2 separate regions of the Pan troglodytes genome follow, and region 2 is linked to region 1. The links are chromatin contacts, called in public HiChIP or PLAC-seq maps. All regions are on one chromosome and are shown on one strand. The core of a region is the stretch at or near the end of the contact, and the rest is flanking DNA. Distances in the headings are between cores, read along the strand shown. Region 1 holds the start of CCDC107 (coiled-coil domain containing 107). Region 2 holds the start of ATOSB (atos homolog B).

Region 1 (7,024 bases), core at 1,204-3,703:
ATATCCCCATTCCTCCCTCCTGCCACAAATTCCCCCAAAATTCACAGAATCATTGCTCTCCTCACCGCTCAAAAAGGGGGTCCAGCTGGGCCATCAGGTTGTTCAGGTGCTGCTCTGTCTGGGCCAGCTGTTGTGTCAACTGGGCCAGCTGTTGCTCTGGGGATAAGGGAAAAAAGGGGGCAGAAGTGGTTATGTATCTTCTGCTGTCCCCTAAACTCCCCCGACCCAGCACAGACTTCTGCTAAACCCACCTGACTGCAGTGGCTGCTGCTTGCTTGCCTCCTCGTGGAGAACCGCAGTTTCATCTTTCCCCTGTTGTGGAAGAAGGAAAGGGCAGTACTGAAGCAACAAGGTTCTGCGCCATCACCTCAGTCTCCAGAGCCAGCCAAGAGAGAGTGCAATTTGAGATGGAGACAGTGATTGGGTTTTTACCTCAGAGAATCACAATCCTAGTCTATCTAGCTCCTCACCCAGCATATGAAGCGACATGTCCTATGTCCCACACACGGTCAGTTTGCTGAAACACCTCCAGGAATGAGCAACTCTCTCCGGTTTGAAAAAAGCTCTGGTGGCTGAGTGCTGTGGCTCACACCTGTAATCCCAGCACTTCGGGAGGCCAAGGTGGGTGGATCACCTGAGGTCAGGAGTTTGAGACCAGCCTGGCCAACACGGTGAAACCCTGTCTCTATTAAAAATACAAAAATTAGCCGGGCGTGGTGGCAGGTGCCTGTAATCCCAGTTACTTGAGAGGCTGAGGCAGGAGAATCGCTTGAACCTGGGAGCCAGAGGTTGCAGTGAGCCGAGATCGCGCCGCTGCACTCCAGCCTGGGTGACAGAGCGAGACTCCATCTCGAAAAAAACAAAAACTTTGGTTGTTAGACAGTTCATGCACAAAGCCAAAATTTGTCCTTTATGTATCTTCTTTCCATAGTGCTTACTGGAGCCTTCCAAAATAATGTCTCCTCAACGTGACAGCCCCTCAGGAATTTGAAGGCAATGGTCACACCGTCACCCCCTTTCCTGAGTTTTTTCTGGTTTATTAATGTCAGTCTTTACAGTCAGTGCTCATTGACGGTGGTTTTCTCTGGTTGTTTCCTGAACACGTAGTGCTCTTAAAGCAGTGCCCTGAGGAGAATACAGTTCTCCGGGGGCATTCTGATTGGCAGGTGAAGCACAGTGCCATGTTCCCAGCACTGATTTGGGAAGTGGCTTGTCACATCCCACAGTGAACTCAGTCAACTGGAATGCCTAACTCTCTTTCATAAGACCTCCTGCTACATTATGTTTCTCCCAGACTGTACTCAGGTCCAAGAACAGAATTTACTAGTCTATCCTTCTCAAAGTTCATCATTAAATTCAGTCATTCATCCTAGCCTGTCACATCTACCTGGGGTCATTATTAGCTATCTCTTCTAGTTTCATATATCTAAACTGGTTCCATCGGTTCTATTTTATAATGCAAGTACGTAATAGGGTCACGGCTAAAGACACAGCCCTGGAAGGTACTGTTTTTCAAAATGTACTGTCAACTTACATTTCAGGGCCTCCTCCCAAGGAGAACATGAGACCACTTCATATCTGGAACTCTAGAAACACTGGCTGCAGCAATCAACCTCCTGTGCCAAGGTTGGCCCCACTCTTGTAGCATGGACACTGCTAGCTAGGTTCAAATCCCAGCTCCAGCAGTTGCCAGCGCTGGGTGACCTCGAGCAAGTGACTACTCCTCACTGGATTGTAGGAGAACTAAATGTGATAGTCATTATTTACAGTTCACCACACGCTCTTCACATCCGTTACCTCCCTGGATCCTCAAAATAACCTCATAATATTGGAAGGCCAACGGACTACTGTCTTTATTTTACAGACAGGGAAGCTGTGTCTTGTTCTTGGTACCCTGGCACCCCCATGGGAGATTCGGGCTCAGGGCATCCCCACGCCCGGTGGTCCCGCACCTGCAGGGGCACCCCTACCCCCGGCCGCCCCGTACCTGCAAACACTTGTACAGCACAAAAGCCACGACGGCCGCGGTGTACAGCGCCCCCAGAGGCAGCGACCCGACCCGGGTCCGCTCGCGTTGATCCTTGAGCGGTGGTCGCCGCCGGGGTTCCGTGGCTCCAGAGCCGGGGTGGGCTGCGTTCCCTGCGGAGGGAGGACACAGGCGAGTCAGCCGAGCTGGGGCCTGGGACCCATGCGCAGTCCCAGCCCTCCTCCAGCAGCCCTAGCTGGTACCTGGGTGTGCCCGGAGGTCGGGATTGGCGCGGTCTCCTAGGACCCCGGACAGCGCAGACACAAGCAGCAGCCCCACCACACCCAAGAGCGAAACTGCGCCCGCCATTGCCGGCCCACGGGTGGAGGGATCGGGCGGGCGGTGCCGAAGCGGTCCGGCATTGGCCGGCCGCCCCAACGCGCACGCGCACGCGAGCAGGCCGGCCGGCTCCGGGGAGGCCACGCCCACTCCCCGTAGGGCGGGGCCAGACCATATTTGCATAAGGTAGTGTCATTCTAGCTTTCCTGTATTTGTTCATTTCGTGTCTATTAGCTATTCTGCTAGCCACAATGCCTCTGAAAGCCTATAGTCTTAGTAGGTTATGCCCGAAAACGGTTTTTTTTAATCTCACGCCACCAACTTTCTCACCCTAATGGTAAAACAAAATTTCTTTAGGACTATAAAATGATAATCTGTGAGGCTGAGAACGTGGTTCGTGCTGAAGGCCTGTATCCTAGGCTACACACTGGGGACTCTGTTCCTCCCCTTTCCGCCTAGGGGAAAGTCCCCGGACCTCGGGCAGAGAGTGCCGCGTGCATACGCACGTAGACATTCCCCGCTTCCCACTCCAAAGTCCGCTAAGAAGCGTTTCCCGCTGAGCGGCGTGGTGCGGGGGCGTCGTCCGTCAGCTCCTCTAGTTACGCAGGCAGTGCGTGTCCGCGCACCAACCACACGGGGCTCATTCTCAGCGCGGCTGTTTTCGTTCCCGAGACCACGGCTCACTGCAGCCTCGACCTCCCCAGGCTCACGCGATGCCTCACCTCAGGCTCCCAAGTAGTTGGGACCGCAGGCGCACGTCATCATGCCTGGCTAATTTTTGTATTTTTTGTAGAGACGGATTTTCACCTGGTGCCCAGGCTGGTCTCGAACGCCTGGTGTCAAGCGATCAATCCACCTCGCCCTCCCAAAGTGCTGGGATGACAGGCGTGACACCGCGCCCGGTCAACGTGGCTGCTTTTCATGCGCGGGCAGCTTTACGCTGTTCTTGGCCTTGCTATGAAGTCCTTGTGCTCATTACTCCAAATATGGAGCATTCCTGAAACAGCCTCCTCTTCTACCTCCCTCTCCCTTTGGCAAACGCCATAGTAGCCACCATTCACTGTGTAGCTGGTACACAACATATGGACTCTGCTTGGGCTAGAATCCTGCCTCCTGTACTCAAGAGCGGTGACCTTGTGAAACTTAGTTCTCTCTCCGTGCCTTCCTTTCCACTCTGAGGAATGAAGATAAGCACTTACTTCAAGAGCTATAATGATTAAATGGGATCACTCAAGTTAGAACCGTACCTACTTATTAGTGATTTTTTTTTTGGAACGGCGGGTCGCTCTCTTGCCCAGGCTGGTCTTAAACTCCTGGGATCCTCCCGCTTCAGCCTCCCGGGTAGTTGACATTACAGGCACGTGCCACCCCGACGGACTCTAGTGATTTTTTAACTTGAGCAGCTACTACTGTAAGCCAGACAGTTGAAATTACACTGACTCTCCCTGACATGCCGCTGCATTCCCTTTCTGCATACTGGGTTCTACACGACCTTCAGTTCTCAGCTCAAGTGTGTTCCCATCATTCAGAACCCTTAATTCAACTTCTAATTTATTCTTTAGTGCCGCTATTTCACTTTCTTCAATACCACTAGAAAAGCAGTCCCCAACCTTTTTGGCATCAGGGACCGGTTTCGTGGAAGACAATTTTTCCATGGACGAAGCGGGGTGGAGGGATGGTTTCCGGATGAAACTGTTCCACTTCAGATCGTCAAGCATTAGATTCTCATGAGGAGCGTGCAACCTAGATCCCTCCCATGCGCAGTTCACAGTATGGTTCGCGCTCCTATGAGAATCTAATGCCGTGCTCATCTGACAGGAGGCGGAGCTCAGGCGGTAATGATTGCTGGCCCCACTGCCCACATCCTGCTATGTGGCCCGGAGCCTAACAGGCCACAGGCTGGTGCTGGCCTGTGGCCGGGTGTTGGAGACCCTTGAGCTAGGCTGGTCCTAAATTCCACAAGGGCAGGAGCCACCTCTCTTTTTTCTTTACCATTTTACTCCCAGAGCCTAGCACAGCACGTGGCGCCTGGCGATAGCAGGCACTCAATGAATCGTTGTTGAATGAAATTAATGAATGGTTAAAATGACCCAAAAGGGTAATATAGTTAAGCTCTTTCAAAGAATGAGGCAACTGCAATTCAGCACGGTTAAGTACGCTACTAATCAGGTAAGAGGCAGGGTGGTGATTTCACCAGTTTTTTGCCTGTCTCTATACTTTCTGTCGAACAGCCTTTCCCCATCCTTGTCTTCCATGATTTCACCAGGCAGGCAGGTGTTCCTTCTGTTCCACAGAGCCTTCCATGGTCTCTTAATTGGGATACACTGGGTCGTCTGTCTAGTTAGATCAAGAGCTCCCTGACATGAAACCATTTCCATTCATCACATTTTTATCTCCAGAGCCTGGCATACAAACAGGCAATCAGTACATCATGTGTGTTAAATAAATGAATGAAGCCAAGATCAGTGGCTTATGCCTGTAATCCCAGCACTTTGGGAGGCCGAGGCAGGAGGATCACCTGAGGTCAAGAGTTTGAGACCAGCCTGGCCAACATGGCTAAACCTCGTCTCTATTAAAAATAGAAAAATTAGCCGGGTGTGGTGGCGGGTGCCTGCAGTCCCAGCTATTTGGGAGGCTGAGACAGGAGAATCACGGGAACCTGGGAGGTGGAGGTTTCAGTGAGCCGAAATCGTGCCACTGCACTCCAGCCTGGGCAAACGAGTGAGACACCGCCTCAGAAAAACAAAACAAAAACAAAAATTAACCAGGTGTGGTGGCCAGCACCTGTAATCCCAGCTATTCAGGAGGCTGAGGCATAAGAATAGCTTCAACCTGGGAGGCGGAGGTTGCAGTGAACAGAGATCACGCCACTGCACTCCAGCCTCAGTGACAGAGCAAGACTCCATCTCTAAATAAATAAATAAATAAATGAAATATGGGTGTGTCTTCTTGTTTTTCCTGAAAGGAGGGGGAAGGGCAGGACAGGGAGAAACCCTCACCAAGGGGAGTTATCATAGTGTAGTTCAAGGGTCCCCAACACTATTGGTCCATGGCCTGTTAGGAACTGGGCCACACAGCAGGAGGTGAGCAGCGGAGGAGCAAGGGTGAGCGGCGGAGTAGCGAGGGAAGCTTCATCTGTATATACAGCCACTCTCCATCCTGGCATTACCGCCTGAGCTCTGTCTCCTGTCAGATCAGTGCAGCGTTAGATTCTCATAGGGCCACGAACCCTATTGTGAATTGTGCATGCACGTGATATAGGTTGTGGGCTCCTTATGAAAATCTAGGCCAGGTGCAGTGGCTGATGCCTGTAATCCCAGCACTTTGGGAAGCCAAGGTGGGTGGATCTCTTGAGGCCAGGAGTTCAAGACCAGCCTGGACAACATGGTTAAAAAAAAAAAAAAGTCTCTAATAAAAATACAAAAATTAGCTGCGCATGGTGGCGCATGCCTGTGATCCTAGCTACTTGGGAGGCTGAGGCATAAGAATTGCTTGAACCCAGGAGGCGAGGTTGCAGTGAGCCAAGATTGCACCACTGCACTCCAGCCTGGGTGACAGAGCGAGACCCTGTCAAAAAAACAAAACAGAACAAAAAAACCACAATACCTGATGATCTGAGGTGGAACAGTTTTATCCCAAAACCATCCCCTCCTCCCACACTCCTGTGCATGGAAAAATTGTCTCCCACAAAACCTGTCCCTGGTGCCAAAACGGCTGGGGACCAGTGGTCTAACTGATGACCCAGTGACAGCCTGGGTATGCAGAGCAGGGTAATAGAAATCTTGAATCTAAGCCAGTTGGCACAGTCGGTGTAAATAAGGGGTTCAGGCCAGATATAATAATGATAAGTGGTCCCCAACTGATTATTGCCTTTAGAGAACTCAGGGCACTATTGCCAGATCTTTTTTCGAAGGAATCAACAAATTAGAATTTTAAAAATTTGAAATCTCCCAATTTTTAACTGTTGACAAGGAATCAGTGGCATACTTAGCATATTTGACACCAAGTGGTCTTTGTGTGTGTGTGTGTGTGTGTCTGTGTGAGAGACAGGGTCTCCCTCTGCTGCCCAGTCAGGAGTGCAGTGGTGAGACCATGGCTCACTGCAGCCCCAAACTTCTTGGATCAGCCTCCTGAGTACCTGGGACTGCAGGTGCACACCACCATGCCCGGCTAATTTGTGTGTTTTTTTGTTGTTGTTTTTTGTTTGTTTGTTTGTTTTTTGTAGAGACCAGGGTATTGCCCAGGCTGGTCTTGAACTTCTGGCCTCAAGGAATCTGCCTGCCTCAGCCTCCCAAAGTACTGGGATTACAAGTGTGAGCCACCTTGCCTGTCCCGGATCATTTAAAAAACATTTTTCTTTCTTTTCTGTCTTTTTTTTTTTTTTTTTTTTTTTTTTGAGACAAGCTCTCACTCTGTTGCCCAGGCTGGAGTGGTGCAGTGGCACAATCATGGCTTACTGCTGCCTCTATCTCCCAGGCTCAAGCAATCTTCCCACTTCAGCCTCTTAAGTAGCTGTGACTACAGGCACACATGCCCCCATGCCTCGCTAATTTTTTAATTTTTTGCAGAGATGGGAATCTCACTATGTTGGTTAGGCTGGTCTCAAACTCTTGGGCCCAAGCTATCCTCCCACCTCAGCCTCTCAAATTGCTGTGATTACAGGTGTGAGCCATCACACCTGGCCCAAATTTTTCTTTCTTTCTTTCTTTCTTTTTGAGA
Region 2 (7,024 bases), core at 1,557-4,056, 540 kb after region 1:
AAAAAATTTAAAATTTTTTTTCTTTTTTGGTAGCATGTGTTTGTAGTCCTAGCTACTCTGGAGGCTGAGGCAGGAGTATCCCTTGAGCCCAGGAGCTCAAAGTTACAAGGGCTATGATTGCACCACTGCACTTCAGCCTGGGTGACAGAATGAGACCCTGTCTCTTAAAAAACAAAACTAGACCAGGAGCGGTGGCTCACGCCTGTAATCCCAGCACTTTGGAAGGCCAAGGCGGGTGGATCACCTGAGGTCGGGAGTTCGAGATCAGCCATGACCAACATGGAGAAACTCTCGTCTCTACAAAAAATACAAAATTAGCCAGGCGTGGTGGCACATGCCTGTAATCCCAGGTACTCAGAAGGCTGAGGCAGGAGAATCGCTTGAACCTGGGAGGCGGAGGTTGCAGTGAGCCAAGATTGTGCCATTGCACTCCAGCCTGGGCAACAAGAGCGAAACTCTGTCTCAAAAACAAAACAAAACAACAACAACCAAAAAAAAACAAAAAACAAAAAAAACGGCCGGGCACAGTGGCTCATGCCTGTAATCCCAACAGTTTGGGAGGCTGAGGCGGGTGGGTCACAAGGTCAGGAGATCAACACCATCCGGGGCAACATGGTGAAACCTTGTCTCTACTACAAATACAAAAATTAGCCCGGCGTGGTGGCATGCACCTGTAGTCCCATCTACTCAGGAGGCTGAGGTGGGAGAATCGCTTGAACCCAGGAGGCAGAGATTGCAGTGAGCCAAGATCGTGCCACTGCACTCCAGCCTGGGCGAAAGAGCAAGACTCTGTCTCAAAACAAAACAAAAACTGTTAAGGTCATCAAAAACAAGGAAGTTTGAGAAACTGTCACAGCCAAGAGGAGCCAAAGGAGACATGATGTCTAAATGTAATGTTCCAGCTTGGGTTAGATTTTGGCACAGAAAAAGGACATAAGGCAAAAACTAAGAAAATCAGAATAGGCTGGGCGCAGTGGCTCACACCTGTAATTCCAACACTTTGAGAGGCCGAGGCGGGTGGATCACCTGAGGTCGGGAGTTCGAGACCTGCCTGACCAACACGGAGAAACCCTATCTCTACTAAAAATACAAAATTAGCCAGGCGTGGTGGCACATGCCTGTAATCCCAGCTATTCGGGAGGCTGAGGCAGGAGAATCTCTTGAAACCAGAAGGTGGAGGTTACAGTGAGCCGAGATCTTGCCACTGCACTCCAGCCTGGGTGAAAGAGCGGCAACTCCGTCTCAAAAAAACAAAAAGAAAATCAGAATAAAGTGTGGGTTTTAGTTATTGTTAATGTATCAATATTGGCTTATTAATTGTAATAAATGAACCATATAAGGAAAGATGTTAATAATAGGAGAAACTAGGTGTAGGGTATATATGAAAACTCTCTGCACTATTTTTACAAGTTTTCTGTAAATCTAAAATTGTTCTAAAATTAATTTTTTTAAAGTCAAGTAATTTACCTAAATCTATACAGCTAGTAAATACTCAAAGGTATGAGACAAACTCATAAGTTGAACCCATAAGTTGAAGTTTGAAGTTGAAGTTGAAGAAGTTTAGATGACTTCAAACTCTGTGGTTTTCCCACTACACGAAACCTTTCTTAGTTTACCCTTCTGGGATTATGTAGGCATTTGTATCACTGTCTAAATAATAAGTTCCTTATGGCCAGAGAAAATACTTTTTTCTTTCTTTTTTTTGCGCTTCCACACCACTGACGTTGAGTAAACCAGTTTAAGTTAACTACTGACAAAGTCACAGAGCCTAAAGAATCTGAGATTTGGCCGGGTGCTGTGGCTCACGCCAGTAATCCCAGCACTTTGGGCAGCCGAGGCGGGCGGATCGCTTGAGGTCAGGAATTTGAGACCAGTCTGGCCAACATGGTGAAACCTGTCTCTACCAAAAATACGAAAATTAGCCCGGCCTGGTGGCGCGCGCCTGTAATCCCAGCTACTCTGAAGGCTGAGGCAGGAGAATTGCTTGAACCCAGTAGGCGGAGGTTGCAGTGAGCCGAGATCGCACCACTGCACTCCAGTTTGGGCGAAAGAGCGAGACGCCGTCTCAAAAAAAATAAAAAAGAATGTGACTTTTGTAGAACTTGATCAAATCCAGACCCAAACGGTCCGCTCCTCGGAGAGGCCACAGATTGGCGCTGAGCTGGGCTGTCTCAGTTCTGCAAGTGTCCTGTGCTGCCATCTACCGGTGTCTGGGAAGCGTCGCCCTCCCTTATTGTATCTCCTGGGGAGAGGTGGGAGAGGGCGCCGCTTAAATTACAGAACATATGTAACTGTCATGCAGTTCATTAGACACCTGTACAAGGGAAAGGCCTCACTTTTCTCCAGCAATTGCAGGCCCTCCTAACTCCATATCAACACTCATCTCGTAAAATTCACAGATCTCGCTGACCTGCCTCAGTAGGTACAGATCTGACTCCTACTGTCCATCCCATCCCAGAACCCACACCCGCCTGCACAGCGTAGGCTTCAGAAACTGCTCAACCTCGCAGACCTGAACCCCACCGCCCAGATTCCCTCATTTTCACAGACCCCTGAGATTCCTTGCACTACCTTGCAATCCCTACGGACCTCCCCTATTAGTGCAAATGCACGCGCCCACCCAGACATCCCTACAAAGAGGTTCGAGTTCCGGCGGCAGCTCACACCGGTGCGAAAACAGCGAGATAGCCCCAACCTGGCTCAGAGCCCTCAGGCTGGTGGCTTCGGCCCTGGCTCCATCTCCCCACCTCTGCCCTGATCCGCTCCGCTCAGGCTAGCAGCCTGCCGGCCGAGGCCCCGCCCCTCTAGACTTGTCATCACAGAAGCCGCACGTGGCCGGGGTGGGACCTCAGGCGACCCGCGGCCATCACTTTGTCTCCTCCTTCCTCCATTGGGGCCGCCACCGCCAATCAGAGCCAGCGGATCCTGGTTGGAGTGCGACCGCCCGGGTGAGGCGTGAGGGAGAAGGGGCGGAAGGAGGAGGGGCTCTGAGATGGGAGGGGGATCGTGGTGGAAGGGTCCTGGCGCGACTTCTGCCAGGCTGGAATCCGAGGGGGCGGGTCCTGGTGAAAGGCGGAGAGACCGAGAGGAGGCGGGGATCGGGGGTGGGGCCTGGGAAAAGCTGAGGATCCTGGGGAAATGCAAAGAAAACGCGAAGGAGGTGCGAGGTCAGAAGGGGGCGGGGCCCGGGCTACAGGGGAGGAGCTCGAGAAATTAAACGAGGAAAGGGACAAGTCCGCAGAAGGTGGAAGGTGGGACAAGGGAGAGGGTGGGCCCGGGCGTTGCGGGGGCGGGGCTCGGACTGAAGGGGCGAGGTTTGCAGACGGAGGCTACAGCTAGGGCTGCTCAGTAACTGCCCCAACCACTACCACGTCCCCAAGTGCAACGGGACCCACGGAACTACAGGTGTGGGGCAGGGTGAGCGTGGAAGAAGGGACGCGGATGGGGGTGCGCTTTGCAGAAGATCTGGAGACTGCTGTGTGTTGAGGGAAGATACGAAGTCGCGGGAGCAGTTGGGGACTCAACTGGTGGGCAACAAGGTGCATTCTCCAGAGGCCTCTATGGGGGAAGGGCGGGAGCGCTTTGTTGTGGGGGGGTTGCGAGGTACACTGTGAGGGGGCTGTCTCTGTCTGATGTGGGGGATTGGAGGAGGTACATGAGGGGCAGGGGACATGGAGGCGCTTTGAAGGAAGGGGGGGCTGTTTAATGGAGAAGGAGTGTAGCGGTGTCGGAGGGTCTGCGGGCACTATCTAGGGGAAGGGGTTGTAGGCCCAACTTGAGGCAGGAGAACAGAACCCCCAGTACTTTGACAAAGTAACAGTTTAGGGCATTGTAGTAACTCCAGGAAGACACTTGTGTTCTGGGTTCTAAGAGCAAGGGTGTTGGGGTTAGTGGGGTGAAGAGGCCAATCTATTGCACTCCTGTCTGCTCAGCTTTTAACTCCGCCTTCTGGCCTGGGCACTCAGAGAGGAGTCAGACCCTGCTTGTCACTAGGGCTTGTGTGAATGTCTCCTCAGTCTATTTTGGATCTGTCCAGCTGAGACTGGGGTTTCTTCCCTAAGCTGAGGTCCCGGGGGACCCTTCCCCCGCTGGGTTCCTGTCAACCCCCCATCCTAGTTCCTGTTCCTCCCAGAGCCGGCCTTGGTCTCTGTCTCCCCCCTCCCCCGCCCTGCCCTGCCCTTATGCTCTGGGTGTGCTCATTTCCCACTTCCTTCCTTGCCCCAGGGCCTGGTCTGGCCTGGCCTGGCCCTTGCCCATCTAGGAGCTGTGCCCTGCCCGGTACTTTGTTATCAATGACCAGAGACCCTGGTAACCAGCGGCAGGGCTCAGACCCCACCCCCACCACTACCACCCAGGTCTCTCGCATAGACCCCAAGTGACTGGTAGCCACATTTAACCACTTGCCACAAACAGATTTTCCCCACCCTTATCCTTCTGGGTGGGGAACGCTAGGGCTTCTGTGGGAGGGGGGAAGTGGTGAGGAGTATTGAGGGTCTTCTGTCTGTTTTGAGAGGTGGGCCACGACTGTAAGCTGAACCCAGTAAGGGTTGTGAGGTTCCAGCCACAGCTAGGGGAGGAAGAGGGAGTGGCTCCCCACACTCCAGGCTTGGAAGCACTATCAGAACAGACTAGGACCTAGTTCTCTTGAGGGCTCCTCTGCTTCCCTGAGGGGATTTGATGGAGTGCTAGGGTTCTTTTTGCCCCTGGGCTGGCTGGGAGAGGGTGGGAAAGGCTTGAGTTCCACACAGTGGCTGAATGAGTGTGACAGTGTTGCTAAAAGGGGCCCCAAGCCAGCCTCCTCACACAACCACCCAGGAGCTGAGAGACTGGCTGGGGAGGGGGGTGGGTCTGCTGAGGACAGACAAAGCCCTGGGGTAGGGTGGGGTAAAAAAGGGCAGGCTGAAGCCTTTTGAGGAGGAGCTGATTGCTATGGCAACATTGCTTCCCAGACAGTCTCTCAGAGAGGGCGGGCCTAGGGCAGACTCTCCAGCTTCCTCAGGACTGGGGCGGTTTGCGTGAGTGGGTGGGGCATGAAGAGAAAGGGCATCAGTTTGCTGTGCTGAGACTGGAGGATGTAGCCTTTCTGCTTTGGTACAGGCAGCAGAGCATTCGAATGCCTGGAGCTATCCTCTGATATGGATATGAGTGAACAACAGTCATTAGAATTGTAGAGCTGCAGAGGCCCTCAGCAGTCATTGTTTATACAAACACCTCATTTTACAGGTTTGGAAATTTATGGCTAAAGAGACTGTGATTCCCCACATGTCACAGTGAAAGGGCAGAAGATAGGATCCAGATCGCCGGATTGCTGTTCACTCAGCCCAGGGCCTGTTGTTTTCTTCAGTCAATGTTTATTGAACATTGCCAGGGACTAATGTTGGCTCTGGGAATATGAGCATGAACGAAACAAAGTTGCTGCTCTCATGGAGCTTCCATTCTATTAAGGGGAGAAAGAAATTGTGGAGGGGGAGGGAGAAGTCAAGTAGTGATAACCGCTATATAAAAAAAAATAAAGCAGGGTAAATTTAGGGCAGGAAGGTAAGGCCTCTTTATTATTTATTTATTTATTTATTTATTTATTTATTTATTTTTGAGACGGAGTCTCACTCACTCTGTCGCCCAGGCTGGAGTGCGGTGGTGCAATCTTGGCTCACTGCAACCTCTGCCTCCTGAGTTCAAGTGATTCTCCTGCCTCAGCCTCCTGAGTAGCTGGGATTACAGGTGCGCGCCACCGCACTCAGCTAATTTTTGTATTTTTAGTAGAGACGGGGTTTCACCATGTTAGTCAGGCTGGTCTCGAACTCCTGAGCTTGTGATCCTCCCACTTTGGCCTCCCAAAGTGCTGGGATTACAGGCGTGAGCCACCGTACCTGGTGGTAAGTCCTCTTGGTTGTACCCTGCTGCTTTCCCAGGGTACACTGAGGCCTGGAACATCTTTGATCCTTCACCCTGAACTATTGTCCTCTGACCTTTGTAGGTAACCAAGGCCTGGCCTATGGTAGTGGCAGAAAGATAGAATAAGGTGGGGTTGCTAAGGGATTATTTTTTTCCTACAGTGTTCTATGTCTCTGTTTTCCTCGTAAGTTTTTATTAAGGCAAGTAGGCTCTTACATTGATACACTGTAATTTTGACAAGGGCGTTGAAAATTTCCTTAATCCTGTTCCTTACACTAGGGAACCGGCAAGGAAGTCAGCCCAAGGGAACTGGGTTCTTATTCAGAGTTTTCCTCTTGAAAAGGGTGGTCTAGGGTGAGGTAAGGAGAAGGGAGCTTAGAGGGACTGTTACTTGCTTGTGTCTCCCAAGTCTAGGACTGAGGGACTAGGGGGAAGAGGAAGGAGCCTCTTTTTACTATCTAGTGATATAACCTCAGGGCCCTGGGGGGGTCCACAGCACAGGCAAGGCAGAAACAAGGACCTTGGGCTCTCTGTGGCCTCTGAACTGTAGAAGAATGGACTTTCCCTCTTTGGCTCTGGTGTTTGCCTCCTGCTTCTGTGAAGGCCCAGGAGAAAAAGCCTCCTAAGTCCCAAATTGTCCGACTTGCTGACAAGTGCAGAGGGCAGGGTAGACAGGACTATTGATTTTCTTAGTTTACCTCTAGAGTACCCTCTAGAAAGTGTCTTTGAATGCTCAATCCTTGCAAAGGTTTCCATCCTGGTCATTTAAAGAATAGGAGGATAAGGGTTAGGGATGCCGGTTCTGCTGCCATTTGATTTGACTGGGTCTGAACTGGGCTGGGGCCCAGTGACTCAGTGGGAGGGTGGATAGTTTTGAGGGAGCTGTGAGTCATGGGGTTGAGCTACATCACAAGAGTTGGGCTCATTTCCCCCATTCTGGGCAGAAGCTCTCCTATCCCACTTCCCTGTATGCTCTGTCTCCTTGAACATGGGCCTGTGAGTAGAAAGAGTGCTGGCAGAAGGGATGGGCCAGGCTGATCTCAGAAAGGGAGTTCAGAGGCACAAAGAATAATGCTGGTCCCTGAAATTAAAATGTATCCCTATCTTAGGAATCCGTGGGGCTCCTCTA

What was found. HiChIP or PLAC-seq counts read pairs in DNA pulled down with a chosen protein or histone mark.
Region 2: an H3K4me3 HiChIP or PLAC-seq map of stem cell-derived excitatory neurons shows a contact between it and region 1, with 6 times the contacts expected there. The contact joins the promoter of ATOSB here to the promoter of CCDC107 in region 1. A contact is called at or near these places in 1 of 7 Hi-C or Micro-C datasets (stem cell-derived neural progenitor cells) and 1 of 1 datasets of contacts at active chromatin or transcription factors (stem cell-derived excitatory neurons).

What each region holds. Positions count from the first base shown.
Region 1 is chr11:80,323,841-80,330,864 of NHGRI_mPanTro3-v2.0_pri, forward strand. It overlaps CCDC107 (coiled-coil domain containing 107), which reads right to left and starts at 2,454. Exons shown (of 5, transcript XM_009456581.4): 1 at 2,230-2,454; 2 at 1,988-2,139; 3 at 252-312; 4 at 66-156. The coding sequence starts at 2,335. It overlaps ARHGEF39 (Rho guanine nucleotide exchange factor 39), which reads left to right. Exons shown (of 9, transcript XR_010148949.1): 9 at 1,542-1,840.
Region 2 is chr11:80,867,371-80,874,394 of NHGRI_mPanTro3-v2.0_pri, forward strand. It overlaps ATOSB (atos homolog B), which reads left to right and starts at 2,807. Exons shown (of 9, transcript XM_009456558.4): 1 at 2,807-2,948.